Linked DNA regions of Mus musculus: regions 1, 2 and 3 are each linked to region 4. Evidence: chromatin contacts called from public HiChIP or PLAC-seq data. All regions are on one chromosome and are shown on one strand. Each heading gives the region's core, a stretch centred on a gene start, on an enhancer-like site or on the middle of the called end of the contact. The rest is flanking DNA. Distances are from core to core; before and after follow the strand shown. Region 1 holds the start of Soga1 (suppressor of glucose, autophagy associated 1). Region 2 holds the start of Dsn1 (DSN1 homolog, MIS12 kinetochore complex component). Region 3 holds the start of Gss (glutathione synthetase). Region 4 holds the start of Epb41l1 (erythrocyte membrane protein band 4.1 like 1).

Region 1 (3,099 bases), core at 171-2,670, 660 kb after region 4:
GATGGTGTTCTGCCTCTCCTTGCCAGGGGATAGCACGGTTTCCCTGGCAGCCTAACACACGGACATTGGTTCCAGAACAGAGAGCCGAGAAAGCCTGCTGATCTGGGACCGGGGTCCTGGGCAGGTTAGAGGGGGGGAAGGTCAGCCTTGGCTGACTATCCCCACTCACCCATCAGAACGTGTCCTCTAAAACAGTTTTACCGCGGGTGGGAAAGTGCACATTGGGGTCCTTTACTCGGTGTCTTATCCATAATCCTCCTCACCGGAAAAGTGGGAAGAGAAGGTGGGGCACTCTCCCTGCTTGGTCAGCGCCCTGGACTCTTGAGCCCGGATGACCAGTCCTCTCCCGCCCCTGCGCCTCCCCCATCCCCCCCAGGTCCCCACCTTGAGATAGTCGTTCTCGGAACGCAGCTCTTCCAGCTCCCGCACCAAGCCTCCGGGCCCACAGTCCAGCATCTCCTCGGTGAGGTCGGAGAAGGCTAGCGAGGCGCTGAGTGGCAAGCGGCTGCTGCCCACCGACGATGCGGCCACCGACGGCTCATCCGGGGAGGCGGGAGGCCGCGGAGGCTGCTGCCCCGACTGCGCTGGCTGGGGCGGCTGCCCGGTGCGGGTCCCCGCCGGGCCGCCCGCCGCAGACTCGGCGTCGCTGCTCAGCGCCAGCTCCAGGCCCAACTGGCGCGCCTCCTCCGACGCGCAGTCCGACACCTCGGAGCTACTGTCCGTGAGGCTGGGCGGCGGCGGCGGCGGGCGGGGCCCGGTACCGGGACGAGGGCGACCCTTGGCGCGGACCCCCGTGCGCACCCCGGCCACCCGAGGCCCCGTGCCTCGGGTACCAGGAGCCACCGCGCGCCCCTTCTTGTCGGGCCTCGCCGAGGACGCGGTGCCACAGGCTGTAGCGGAGCCCGGGCCTGTGCCGCGGCGGCCTTTGGCCAGAGACCAGCCGGCCACGTCCTTGGGCCGGGCTGGTGATGGCGCGCGGTGGCTTTTCTTCCTCTCCGCGGCGGGCGCGGGCGCAGGCGGGGGGCCGTAGCCCCGCGCCGATGACTCTCCCGCTGGCGTCTCCATCGCGGCCTCCCCGGGTCTCAGCGAGCGGCGCGCATGGCCCGGGAGTGGCCGGCTTGGGTGTCCCTGCGGCGGGTCTCGGATGCGCTCCCGCCGCTCAGGCCGCGACTGCGCTCCGGTCTCCTGCGTCCGGGGGCTGCGCTCGGGCCCTGCCCCGCGCCGCGCGGCCTCTCCGCCACTCGGTGCTCTCAGCGCGCGGCCCGATCTCCTCCAGGCGCCGCGACTCCGACTCCGGCTCCGCCCGGTGCCCGCCCCCTCCGCCTCGCCGCGCCCCCGGAGTGCGCCCGGACCCCGACTGCAGCCTGCTCGGCGATCGCCGCCTCGGACTCCCAGTCCGGCTGAGGCCAGGGCCCCGGCTCCGCCCGGCGCGGCCCGCCCCCCACGCAGCCCCGCCAGCTCCCCGCCCCGCCGCCTCGGCTCGGGGGCGCGCGGCTCGGCGAACAAAAGGCGGACGCGGCGGGAGCAGCGGGGAGGGACGCGAGCGGGGAGCGAGGGAGGGATCCGCGAGGCAACAGCGACCCCCTCGAGGGTCAGGCGGGCCCGGGCAGCCGCGGCCTCGGCTCGCTCCCGCCGCTCCGGGCCGCCGGCCGCTCCTCTGCGGGCTGGGGGATCACACCCGGCCGAGGAGCCTGGAAGCCCGGCGTCGCCGTAGGGGCCTCGTGGACGACAGGAGAGACTATTCCCTGGCAGAGGCCCCGCGGACCTCAAAGGGCCGGAGCCAGCATCCATGCACACCCAGCACCGCGCCGCGCGCCCCTTGTGGGTGCTGAGCCTGCGCGAACTCCGCCCCCTTTAACTGGGCATGACAAACGACCCCATCCTATAGAACCTTAAACTGAACACGACCTGGCACGCGGTCGGTTCTTGGTCTGAGAAGGAAGCAGGATGGATCCTACAGAGTATGCTGGACTCCTTTTGCCTCGTCTATCTGTCCGCTGCCATTGGAACCGTGGCGTTCCGCGTGCATCTTGGATCTTGCACACCCTAGTTGCCTATGAACCCGGGCATAGTCTTGTCTCCCCGACCCCAATTTCATGGTCTTTGCGATTAACTTCAGGCTGTGCCTTGAGGATGCCAGACCGTTAGGTGCTTAGGGGGCAGGTTCTAGGCCGGTTAGGGGCTGGCATGGGACTGTGACCCTGAATACCAACAGGGTCAGATTGACTCCACCACAGACTCCAAGGCCCCAGTATTGGTGGGCATGGTTTCTTTCCTCTTGAGCTATTCAGGCTATCAGAGTTAATTTCTCAGAATCCCTTACACCTTCCTCACCTCTGCCCTCTCCACACTGTGCCTAAACCATAGTAAGTTCTTTGGCCCTGGGAAGGCACTCATCAGCATGGTAGCTGCCCAGTCTCTTGCCACCCAGAAGGTAGCTCGTACACACACACACACACACACACACACACACACACACTATGCAGCCTCTTTTTCTTCCTTTAGACCCTTCTCGGTCTTTCTCTCCCCTTCTCTTTTCCCCCTTCTTTTCCATGGGTTCCTCGTCCTCCTCTTCTTCCCTCATCTTTACTTTGGCTCCTCCCCTTTCTCCTAACCTGACCTACATCATGGCCAACTAGTTCAAGGTCTACTCCTTTTTCTTTTATTGACCCACCATCCACCTCGAAGTACAAGCAGGTCTGCCTAGCACCTGGGAACCCTGAGGACCCTGGGGAGTCCTCCTACACCCAAGCCGCGGAGTCCAGTCCTAGCCTGCTCTAATGGGTCCATTACAAGTTCATTATCGTGATTGTCCCTGCTCTTAAGGGGCTCATTGAAGTGATACAGAGAGAATGTGCAGTTCTTGAAACTTGTTGCTTCCTATAGAACATGGGTTTTTGCAGTGTGAGGGCATATGCATGAGACCATCCTCAGCTGGGTAGGCACTAATGCAGACCATGCTCCATATTTCAACAAAGAATCTTAGAATTCTCCCCCCACACCTCTCTCTCAAGATGGTGTCTCATTTTATTGCCAGGCTGGCCTTGAATTCATGGGCTTAAGCTTTCCAAACAGCTGGGAGTACAAAAGTCTGTCAAC
Region 2 (3,217 bases), core at 284-2,783, 590 kb after region 4:
TACAAACCTCAGTAAGTATCCAAGCCAAGGGTGACAACAGAAAATGCACACGCCCACTTTTTAACTGCAGCAACTTTAATATATAAGATGGTATACAGTTGAAGGACCAGCTTCCTAGGAGCCTAGGCAGAAGGGAAGGAGGACGGAGGGAAACCTATTTCCCTGGTGATGGAAACCTAGAGAAGGCCTTTTTGTAAACCCACACACGTGTGATTCCAAAGGCACCAGGAGCCAAGGAGGATTCTGGGATAGTTCAGGAGCCTGATTCCCAAAGCAAGAGGCATTGAATTTCACTGTAAAACTCACCTTCTGATCTGGTCACTGACGTCATCCTGGATGAAGGAGGAAAACAGGAAAATGAGGAGATCCGTTCGAGCTCCAGTCTCACAGGGGCCTCACTATCCCATAATAGGTCTCATGCTTCAGGTGCCCTCACTTGCCTCCTCCGAGATTCTCAGCAGCAAGATTACTATCACTGACTGCTGTCTTCAAGAACTCGGTCTACAGAACCTATCTTAGCTCCTCACTTTGTGAGGCACTAGCCCCCAGTTCCGTGGAAGGTCTTAGGATCTTTGTTTTCCAAACGAGAAAACAAACAAACAAACCCCGCATCACTTCTTACTCTCTCCAGATTTTGCCATGGCTGGAAATCCTACTTTTTAATCTCTGCCCACATCTGTCCTTCTACCCATAAAACAGAGTCATCCTCCTCCCTAACTCTGCTTAAATACGCAGTCACTTCTCTTTGGCAGATTTGGAGGCCACACATCTTTCCTCTATAGAACTGGTTGGAGATCGCACCACATCCCCATTTCCAGCACCTGTCACAGAAAACAGACAGAGAGGCAAGGTCGAGTATCCATCCCGCCACCTTGCATCTAAGTCTCCCTCCCAAAAGACCGCTGAATGTGGAGGACGCTTGGTAAAAGCGAATGGAGGCTGAGGGACCATACTGAAAGGACAAAGACTCTAAAGATCTAAATCACCACAATCCTCGTGGGTGATCACACAGACTCCAGCTTGGATAACAGACATTGAAGCGCTTCTGAGGCTGTACACGTGACAGCCTTCTGACGTCATTATCCCAATCAACAACAGGTCCCACAACTCTGAGTAAGGGACTCTTTCGGGAGACCCAGGTTCCCGGGGCACAGCAGTGTAACCCCGGCTGCCACCCCAGCCCTCCGACCTGTCCCAGGCCACTATCTGGAGTCAAGGACGCCAGCAGTGCCCGGGAGCGAGGAGTGGCCTTCTTTCAGGCGTCCTGTCAGGAGAAAGTCTCTGAGCCCCCGGGGCCCTGCGGCTGGGAGCGGCCGGTGGGCCGGGCAGAGGCGGGTCAGGGGAGAACCACATCCGGGTCCCGAACCCCAGCGTGACGCCGGTCTAGCCCAGCTCCCCTCCCCGCGTTCCTGAACCAGTAAGCCCAAGGTCACCTCTGCAAACTCGGCGTCGCCGCAGAAGGTCCTCTCCCGCGTCAGTCCGGTTCGGGGTTCCCCGCTGCCTCCGCTACTTACGAAACTCCCGCCGAACAACTGCGCGTGCGCAGCCTCCGCCTTCCGCGCTGGCTCGCGCAACCCGTGCCTCCGGCGGAGCGCCTGCGTACTCCGGGATTTAACGTTCTGGCCCAAGCGCACCTTGTCCTACCGTTTTCACCCAGCTACAGATCAAGCACATCTGCAGCTACGTCCAGGCCTGGGGATTGACCTCTCCAAAACACCAGTTTGCTGACTTTTCCCGCCGTACATCCTACCTATGGGTGTGGTGCTGTTCCAGGCCATGGCTTCCCCTCTATCTCTTTGATTCCAAAAGTCTGGACAGTGACTTTCTCCAGGGAGAACTGGAGCTCTGAGCTCAGTCTGTACCCTGCCTATCTTCCTGCTCCATGGGCCCCTCCCATGGGCCCTTAAGTACCTAGCAAAGTTCAAGCACACCCCCTGCCAGCGTTAACAGCCAACCCTACTGCCACAACCCCGTGCCAATTCTTGCCTCTGTTCCTTTGTTCGAGCATGCTTTTTGCCTGGAAAGCCTTTCCTTTCTCCTTCCACCCTTCTATGTTGACGCTAGATGTTCAGTGCTCATGTCTGTTCCACTGTCCCGTGCCTGGGAGGGTCTTCTTCAGGACAAGGTATAGAGGCATCAGAATGCCCCCCATGCATCAATGAAGTGAATCCTTTCAGATCTGAACCTTGTGAACTGAGAGTAGTACGAAAGATTCCAAAGGTCCAGTTGTGGTGGTGCATGCCTTTAATCCCAGTACTGGGAAGACAGAGGCAGGAGGATCTCTGTGTCTTTGAGGCCAGCCTAGTACCCGGGCCAGCCAAGGATACATAGTGAGACCCTGTCTCAAACAAACAAACAAAAAACAAACAAAAAAAACAAAGAAGCAAAAGATGGGTCTGGCAGTGGTGGTGCACTCCTTTAATCCCAGCACTTGGGAGGCAGAGGCAGGTGGATTTCTGAGTTCGAGGCCAACCTGGTCTACAGAGTGAGTTCCAGGATAGCCAGGGCTATACAGAGAAACCCTGTCTCAAAAAACCAAAAAAAAAAAAAAAAAAAAAAAAAAAAGCAGAAGATGGCTAGCTGAACCATAATTTTGATAATTTTGACCATTTTGAAGTAATTGTGGTCCCTTGGAAGTTTTTTGGTAAGAGGTAGAAATGTGTATTCCAGAAGTTTCTACTCTGCCATTCTGGTCTAATAGTTTCAACAGCTATCTGGAAGAGGTGTGTTCTTATTCCTGAATATCACTTCCTGGAGCACCTCATGTGTTGATGTCCCCAAAACAGAACTTAATATTCCCGGCCAGAGCTGGCCATGTTGGGACACACTGAGATCACTGCCTCGTGGAATCCAGTCCCAGTAAACATCCTTGCTCGGAAGTCTTCCGTGGCTCCCTTCTGTTAATAAGATGCATACAGATTCTTGCCCTGTTCCACATCAAAGTTTCATTTCTTAACTTCATTTCCCCACCCCCTTTCTGGTTACTTTAAAGCAGGTTCTCATGTACCCCAGGCTGGCCTCAGTATATAGCCAAAGATGACACTGTAACTTCTGACCCTCCTGTCTTTCCCTCCCAAGTATTGCCACCATGCCTGGTTTTGCCTCTTTCTCCCAGGCTTTCTCTCTCTGAGCCTCTCCTCTGTTTCCTGCCTACAATCCACTACCATCCCCTTTGTCTGCTCAACATTCCAACCCTGGGTGTGCTCCCCTGGGGCTC
Region 3 (3,501 bases), core at 525-3,024, 830 kb before region 4:
CTTCAAAGCAGAGAGCTTAATTAGTCAACTATTCAGCTGGGTGTGGTCATGCCTGCCTGTGAGACCAGTGCTTGGGAGGCTGAGAGTGGAGGATTGCTGAGTTGGAGGCCAGCCTGGGTGACAGAGCAAGATCCTGACCAGGAAAAGAAGTAATGAAACTTGTTAGCTCAAATGCTGTTGGAGATACAGCCCTGGCTGGCCTGGCGCTCAGGCTAGGCTAGCTTTGAACTTGCAGTGCTGGGGAGATCATGACAGCTGGACATTTGCAGCTTGCTGGTTAGTGAATGCGAGTGAGCTCCAGGTTCAGTAAGGCCCTGTCTTTAAAAACAAAAAAAATAAGGTAGAGGGCGAAGGAGGGGGCTAGCAGGTAAAGAGCTCAGACCCCCAATTATGCACATAAATCCTGGGCAGATAGTGAGCAGGCTATAATCCCAGAGGTGCAGAGAGGAAGTGCACTGATCAGGGAAGACACCTGATGCTCAGGGCACCCTCACATACAAACACTGACAGCACATCTGCATCTCACACACACACATACATACACACACACACACACACACACCAGTGTTTGGGTGTCCATGCATATTCATGAACAAAAACACTATACTAGTAATAACTAGACAATGCTAACTGGGCCCCTTGTTTTCCTTTCTACAGATTTAACTGTTCTGTGACTTGTTTGGCTGGTGACACTCAAGTTTGTATTTACACAGCAAGTTCTTTCCTGGTTTTCAATCTAGAACACTCCTCCTGCTCCCTGGGGCGGTCCTCCTCTAATGAGTCTCACCCTGACATCCCAGCCTCACGTGCACTTTTCTCTTACAGCCCATTTCTTCCAGTCCTGTGGATTCTGCTGACTAAATGCAGCGCTTTGAATTCCCTCATGTCTGCCTCTACTGCCAACCCACTCCTCTTCCTGGGCACTTTCAGAGTAGTAAAGGCATCTTAAGTGACTAAAACACACCAGCCTCTCTCTCTTACTTTCAGATCTTGGATGATGACGCTTTCCTGCTTTCCTCGCTTTCCTGCTTTCCTCGTGGCTTAAAGGTTCTCCCACTGAGCTACATCCCCAGCCTCTGTACCCCCAACTCTTGATTCTGTTTTGGAAGCCATCGCCGGATTTCTCTGTCCAGGTTCGTACCTCTATCATAAAAATAGCATTTGCCTTGATACTTCATTGAAGGTTAAATAAGTAAGTGGTGAATGAATCACGAAAAACTTTAAAACGCCCACACAGAAATCCCGTTGGACTTTAATCCCCTGGGCGAGGCGAGTGCGGGCTCAGGGCCTCGGGCTACAACACAGTCGCTTGTCCTGTCTTGTCCCCGTGATGGGCCCCGTCCGCTCCCCATCCCTAGACAAAGTTTGTTCCTGATCTCTCCCAGTTTTTGATGGTGGCTTGTTTATTTTCCCTAGAACTCTGGCTCTAGCCTCGCTAACAGTGTCCGAGCTGGGAACCGGCGATCTGGAAATCTAGGTTCAGCACGCCCAGCACAAGCCCCTCACTGGACACAAGTTTCCCGGTGCTCGCCGCGTTCCCAGCCACCGCGTCATCTGCCCGCTCGCCGCGTTCTAATCGCTCTCAGACCCCTCCCTCACCGCTCTCCTCCCAAGGAAACTTGACCCTCGCCAGCCGCCGTCGCGAAGCCCCGACTTACTCGCTCGTTGTCCAGCTGCTCGCCAAGCTCAAACTCCGCACGCCGTTACCCGGGCTCGGGGGGCGGGGCTTCGGTACGACCCAGTGCGCCTGCGCAGACCGCCCCGCAAGGCTAAAGAGGAGGGGTGGGGAAGGAGCCCTGTGTTTATGGAACTGGACGGCGGCCGGGAAGGGGCATTACATGAGCAGTGACCTGGGCTTTAAGGAATACGTCGGTACTCTAGGGAGAGCCTTGGTTGTGGCTACAACGGCGGGATGCTACCTGTTAGCTTAGTTCCCAGAGAGTTAGAGCTAGTGGCACGCTGTGAGATGGGGACACTCAAAGGCAGAAGAGAGCGTCGCATCCTCTGGGAACCCAGAGCAAAAGTTCTCTTAGCCACCCCTGTCTTCAGCCCCCATGGGGCTGTTTGTAAATATGCAAGTTCATTATCCTCTTCCCTCTATACAGACCCCTCATCCTCTGGCAACCTACAGTAATTTAACTTTGTTTTCCCTAGACTGTGAGAGGTTGATTCAAAATCTGAGTTATCTTGTATTAGTCAGGGTTCTCTAGTCACAGAACTTATGGGTAGTCTCTATATAGTGAGGGAATTTGTAGATGACTTACAGTCTGTAGTCCAACTCCCCAACAATGGTCAACAGCAGCTGTGAATGTCAGTCCAAGGATCTAGCTCAGTCCCACAAGGCAAGCAGGGCAAAGAAGAGCTAATCTTCCTTCTTCCAATGTCCTTATGTAGGTCTCCATCAGAAGGTGTGGCTCAGATTAAAAGTGTGTGCCTGGATCTGGGACTTGCTTTGTCCCAGATGACCTTAAACTCAGAGGTCTCCCTGTCTTAATCTTCTGGAATTCATAGTCACTAGGCCTCAAGATCTCCATGCCAAGATCCAGGTCAGAAACTTGTATCTCCCAGTCTCCAGATTAGGATCACAGGTGAACCTTCCAATTCTGGATTGTAGTTCATTCCAGATATAGTCAAGTTGACAATCAGGAATAGCCACTATATATACCTGATTTTAAAAAAAGATGTTCCTTTCTGATAAAAATTTTCCTGAAATGAATGTATCTGATCAAACCCTAGGGAATTATGCCTAAGATAGCAAACTCCTAATTGGTTTGGTGTAAATAAAAGGTGGGCTCTAGAGTGTGGGGCAGGCTGTTAAGAGCTGGCCTCAGGAAGAAACCTTGAGGCTGGAGATTTAGCAGAGACAAGACGCCATTCTATATATTAGGTACAGACAGACATGATCCAGAGTTAGCTGTAAGTTGGTGAGGCTCCAAGCCATCGCTGTGAAGGGAAAAAAGGGGAGGGGGAATGTCAAATTGAAGAGAGATTTATGAAGGAGAATTTCTACTGACTGTAAATCAGTGGCCTAACCCAGGGACCAAAATCCTTCCAACTCTTTAGATAAAGCAGGTGCCTCTCTCCAGTCTAGGAAGGACAGCCCTCCAGATGTCTCGTATGAATGGGACAGAGTTGGCAGGGAGGTGATCTGGCTGTTGCCAGAATAATGTTTGTGGTCTGATACCTTTTTCTTATTGCTTCTATAATGACCAGGTAGGAAGCAGCTGCCCCGACTGACAGACAAAAGTCACTGTATTAACCAGAGGTAAAGGTAGCTATTTCTGGTACTAAATGAATTACAGTACGCAGGGAGTAAGTGCTGGCTTGTACCTTTAATTCCAGCCTTTGGAAGGCAGAGGCAGGAGGATCTCAGTGAGTTCTAGACCAGCCTGGTTTACATAACCAGTTCCAGGCCAGCCAGAGTTAGTTAGATCTTATCTCAAAACCAAAACAAACAAAAATGAAATTATAATAAAAACAAAAGCACCAAGGCCCAGGACT
Region 4 (3,121 bases), core at 622-3,121:
TCTCTCTGCCCCTCTGTCTCTCGCTGTCTCTTCCTCTCTGTCTCTATCTCCTCCTGACAGCAGCAGATCTGATTAGCAGTTCAGATTTCCTCCGCTTCATCTAAAACCAGTGATAACAGTCCCTCGCCCCAGAGCAGAGGGCATCGGAGCCATGCCCATGCCATGAGATAGTTGTTTAACAAATTAGGTCTCCGAATCAGGGTCTGTGCTTGGTATCAGGAAACTACATGGAGACAGAAAACACCCATAAACAGAATCCTGTCATGGTGGGTGCTGACTGGAGTAGGTCAATTACTGCCACCTCACATTCAGGGCTGGCCTGATGGCTAAATATGGGAGTTCAAAATCAACGTCCAGGATCCTGCCTCTGCCCCTTTCCAAGCTCCTTAGTGACTTTGTGCTCACGGCTACCGTCTGTTGCAACTGTACAGATGAAATGAGACATGGAAGTATTTCTTCCATGCAGTGGAGCGGCTGAGTGAGCACTGCTGAGTCCTGTCTTAGGTAGGGCCTTGGTTTCCTTAGTTTTGTCCTCTCAGTTTATCAATGTCCCTGGAGGTCCAAACCAGGCCTCCCCTTCTGGATTTATCTATTCAGCTGTTTGATTCCAATCTGCTCTTAGCATCCTGTAGCAGAGTGGTGGGGGTGGGGAGGAGGAGATGGGACCGCAGTGAAGAACCAGAATTACTGGCCTAGCCTTTGATTCTGTGCTACCTGGGGCAGACTCAGGTGGATCCCAGCTACCACTTAAGATAAGGTAAGGTCACAAGAGGTGAAGGTGTTTACATTTTGGAGTCATTTGCCTAGGTTGTTACCCATGCAGAGGCCTCTAATAAAACCCGGTAAGTTCTTACATTTACTTCTTCCTTTTCTTCCCTTCAAAGTCTAACAAAGGAGGCTTGGTATTCCTGGCCTTCTGAGGTCTGGCCCTTGCTCTGGGAACCCAAGCTCAGTTTCTTCAGCTAACCCCATAGACGCCCTACCTTCTATGGATACTATTCTAGGTTCACTGTTTTCGTTACTTTGTCCTTTTCCTATGCTTAGCTTTACGTGTGTGTTCAAAGCAGTACCTTCCGGCAGGAGCCTGTAAGGTCCAGGGCGGATATAATCATAATTCAGAGAAACGCTTGACTTTGGGCATGCTTGGGCCTGTGGGTCCCCAGGGTCTTGGGACCAGGGGCTCGGCCCTTGCTTCCAAAGAGTGCCAAAGGACTGCCACCTCAGACTGGTTGGAAAGAGCTGCGTGGTCCTCCACAGCTCCGCAGCTTAGGCCGCCCGAACAATAGGAGGGAGGCTGAAGGGTAGTGGGCGTCGGCCAGGTCCCTGCTGGAGGGAGTGGAGGCCAGTGGTGCTGCTGGTCCCCCAGGTTAGCCCAGGCTACCGGCCTGAACGCCAAGCTCTCAGTCAAAGGCGAGGTGAAGCAGACTTGGTGCCGGTGGCGACTCTCTAGGAGGTGGAGTAAGGCCGAGCCCACGGGGCTGGGACCTGGAGGGAGAGGAGGCTCCGTGGAGAGTCTCGTCTTCGTGGTCCCGCTGCTCGCCTCGGCCTCTGAGCTCTGCCTAGGCTCTGGTGGGCGTCTGTCCCACGTGGGGGAAGCCAGCGGCGCGGGCTCGCGGGGCGCACACCCCTCCGAGTTCCCCTCCCTGGGATCGGACGCGCCTGCTCCTGGGCAGCTCGGCTCTTGGGGCCAGTGGGTCGCGCTCGCTACTCGCACACCCTTCGGACGCTGCCTGGCCCGGATCGCCGCCGCCTCCTCCCAGGGAGCTGGCGGGGCGGGGCAGAGGGGGAGAGGGGGTGTGCGGAGCGGGCGGGGAGGGGGCTGAGCGCCGTGGGAGGGAGCGAACGAGCGAGCGAGCGAGAGAGCGAGCGGGGCATTTCTGCGCAGCTCCGGAGCGTCTTGGAGCCTGCCTGGGCGGCCACTGGACGAAGGGACTCAGAGACAGACAGACAGACGGCTCCCGGAAGCCGCGCCGCCGCCGCCAGGTTAGCAGGGCGCGGAGACCGAGCAGGCTGTTGCTACGTCCCGAGCTCGCGTGCTGGAGGACGTGCGTGGCCGAAGCTACGATTCGTGTCTTTGCGGGTACGTGTCGGGGTCCACATCTCCGGGTGTGCGTTTAATGTGAACGCGCGTGTGTCTGTGGGTCGGTGCAAGTGGTGTGTACGTGCGTGTGCATCTGAGTAAGGGGCTGGGTGGTGTACTAATCTGGTAAGGGTCTGTGTGCCCTGGTTTGCTTATCCGGAGATGTGCCTAGAGAGGGTGTGTCCCAATGTGTAACAGTGTGTACATCTGGATGAGGCAGTGTGCCTATGCTGATGATGGCTTCGCTTGTGGCTGAAGCCTATGGCGGGTGTATGTGAGTGTTCGTGTGTGTGTGTTTCGCTGTGTGCACGCCAGTGTGACTCCCCGTGTGTGTGCGCGTGTGAGGGCGGGTGTGCACCCGCGTAGCCCCTGTGTGCGTGTGCTCGGCTTTGTCTCCGCACTGCCGGGAGGAAGGGGGTGGGGGCGGCAGCCGAGGCGCTGGCGTCGCCCGGAGCCCGGCACTGGCCGAGGAAGTGGGTAGCAGCAGCGGCGGGGGCGTCTTAGCTGAGTGGAGACTCCCTGCTGGCAGGTGGGCAGCCACACCCGGGGTACGGGAGAGCCCTACTGCCAGTGGAGCCTGGCTCCCAGCTGAGCTGAAGCAGAGGGCGTGGCCTGCTCAAATCCCGGGTGTGTGTTTGTGAGGGGTGGGGTGGGGGATTAGGTGTGAAGAGGGTGTGTCTGTGCGCAGGCATGGGTGTGGGTAGAAGCAACAGAGGCCCCTCAGCGGGGTTCTGTGATATGTTTCCTTGCTGTGTAACGACCATCACCCTGGCCAGCTACAGCCCAGCCTGGTTAGGTACCCTCCACCCTCACCCTGGACACTGTTCGGAAGGGCAGCAGCCTAGGTACCCTACAAAGACTAGTAAAACTGATCACTATCTTAAATGGCCAGCGCCCCACTCCAAGGAATCCCCTCTCAGAAGGTCTTCATACTTTGAGAGAGATGTGTTTCTGTATCTCTTCCCCCATGTTTTGGGCACTGCATGCATGTCTAGTCTGGGTGAGTGTGTGCATTCTCCCTGTATATTTCTTGTGCATTTA

The links. HiChIP or PLAC-seq counts read pairs in DNA pulled down with a chosen protein or histone mark.
Region 1: a contact with region 4 is called in an H3K4me3 HiChIP or PLAC-seq map of fetal liver, with 4 times the contacts expected there. The contact joins the promoter of Soga1 here to the promoter of Epb41l1 in region 4. A contact is called at or near these places in 1 of 39 promoter capture datasets (hematopoietic stem and progenitor cells) and 1 of 115 datasets of contacts at active chromatin or transcription factors (fetal liver).
Region 2: a FOXA1 HiChIP or PLAC-seq map of pancreatic cancer cells shows a contact between it and region 4. The contact joins the promoter of Dsn1 here to the promoter of Epb41l1 in region 4. A contact is called at or near these places in 1 of 484 Hi-C or Micro-C datasets (embryonic stem cells) and 1 of 115 datasets of contacts at active chromatin or transcription factors (pancreatic cancer cells).
Region 3: a contact with region 4 is called in a FOXA1 HiChIP or PLAC-seq map of pancreatic cancer cells. The contact joins the promoter of Gss here to the promoter of Epb41l1 in region 4. A contact is called at or near these places in 2 of 39 promoter capture datasets (liver and pre-B cells) and 2 of 115 datasets of contacts at active chromatin or transcription factors (embryonic stem cells and pancreatic cancer cells).

What each region holds. Positions count from the first base shown.
Region 1 is chr2:157,077,845-157,080,943 of GRCm38.p6, forward strand. It overlaps Soga1 (suppressor of glucose, autophagy associated 1), which reads right to left and starts at 1,421. Exons shown (of 15, transcript NM_001164663.1): 1 at 385-1,421. The coding sequence starts at 1,065. It also overlaps a transcript of Tldc2 not described here.
Region 2 is chr2:157,005,542-157,008,758 of GRCm38.p6, forward strand. Dsn1 (DSN1 homolog, MIS12 kinetochore complex component) reads right to left here and starts at 1,534. Exons shown (of 11, transcript NM_025853.3): 1 at 1,434-1,534; 2 at 307-332. The coding sequence starts at 331.
Region 3 is chr2:155,591,036-155,594,536 of GRCm38.p6, forward strand. Gss (glutathione synthetase) reads right to left here and starts at 1,775. Exons shown (of 13, transcript NM_008180.2): 1 at 1,659-1,775. Gssos2 (a long non-coding RNA gene) reads left to right here. Exons shown (of 5, transcript XR_001783522.2): 4 at 988-1,133; 5 at 1,417-3,491.
Region 4 is chr2:156,419,220-156,422,340 of GRCm38.p6, forward strand. It overlaps Epb41l1 (erythrocyte membrane protein band 4.1 like 1), which reads left to right and starts at 1,872. Exons shown (of 25, transcript NM_001368800.1): 1 at 1,872-2,080.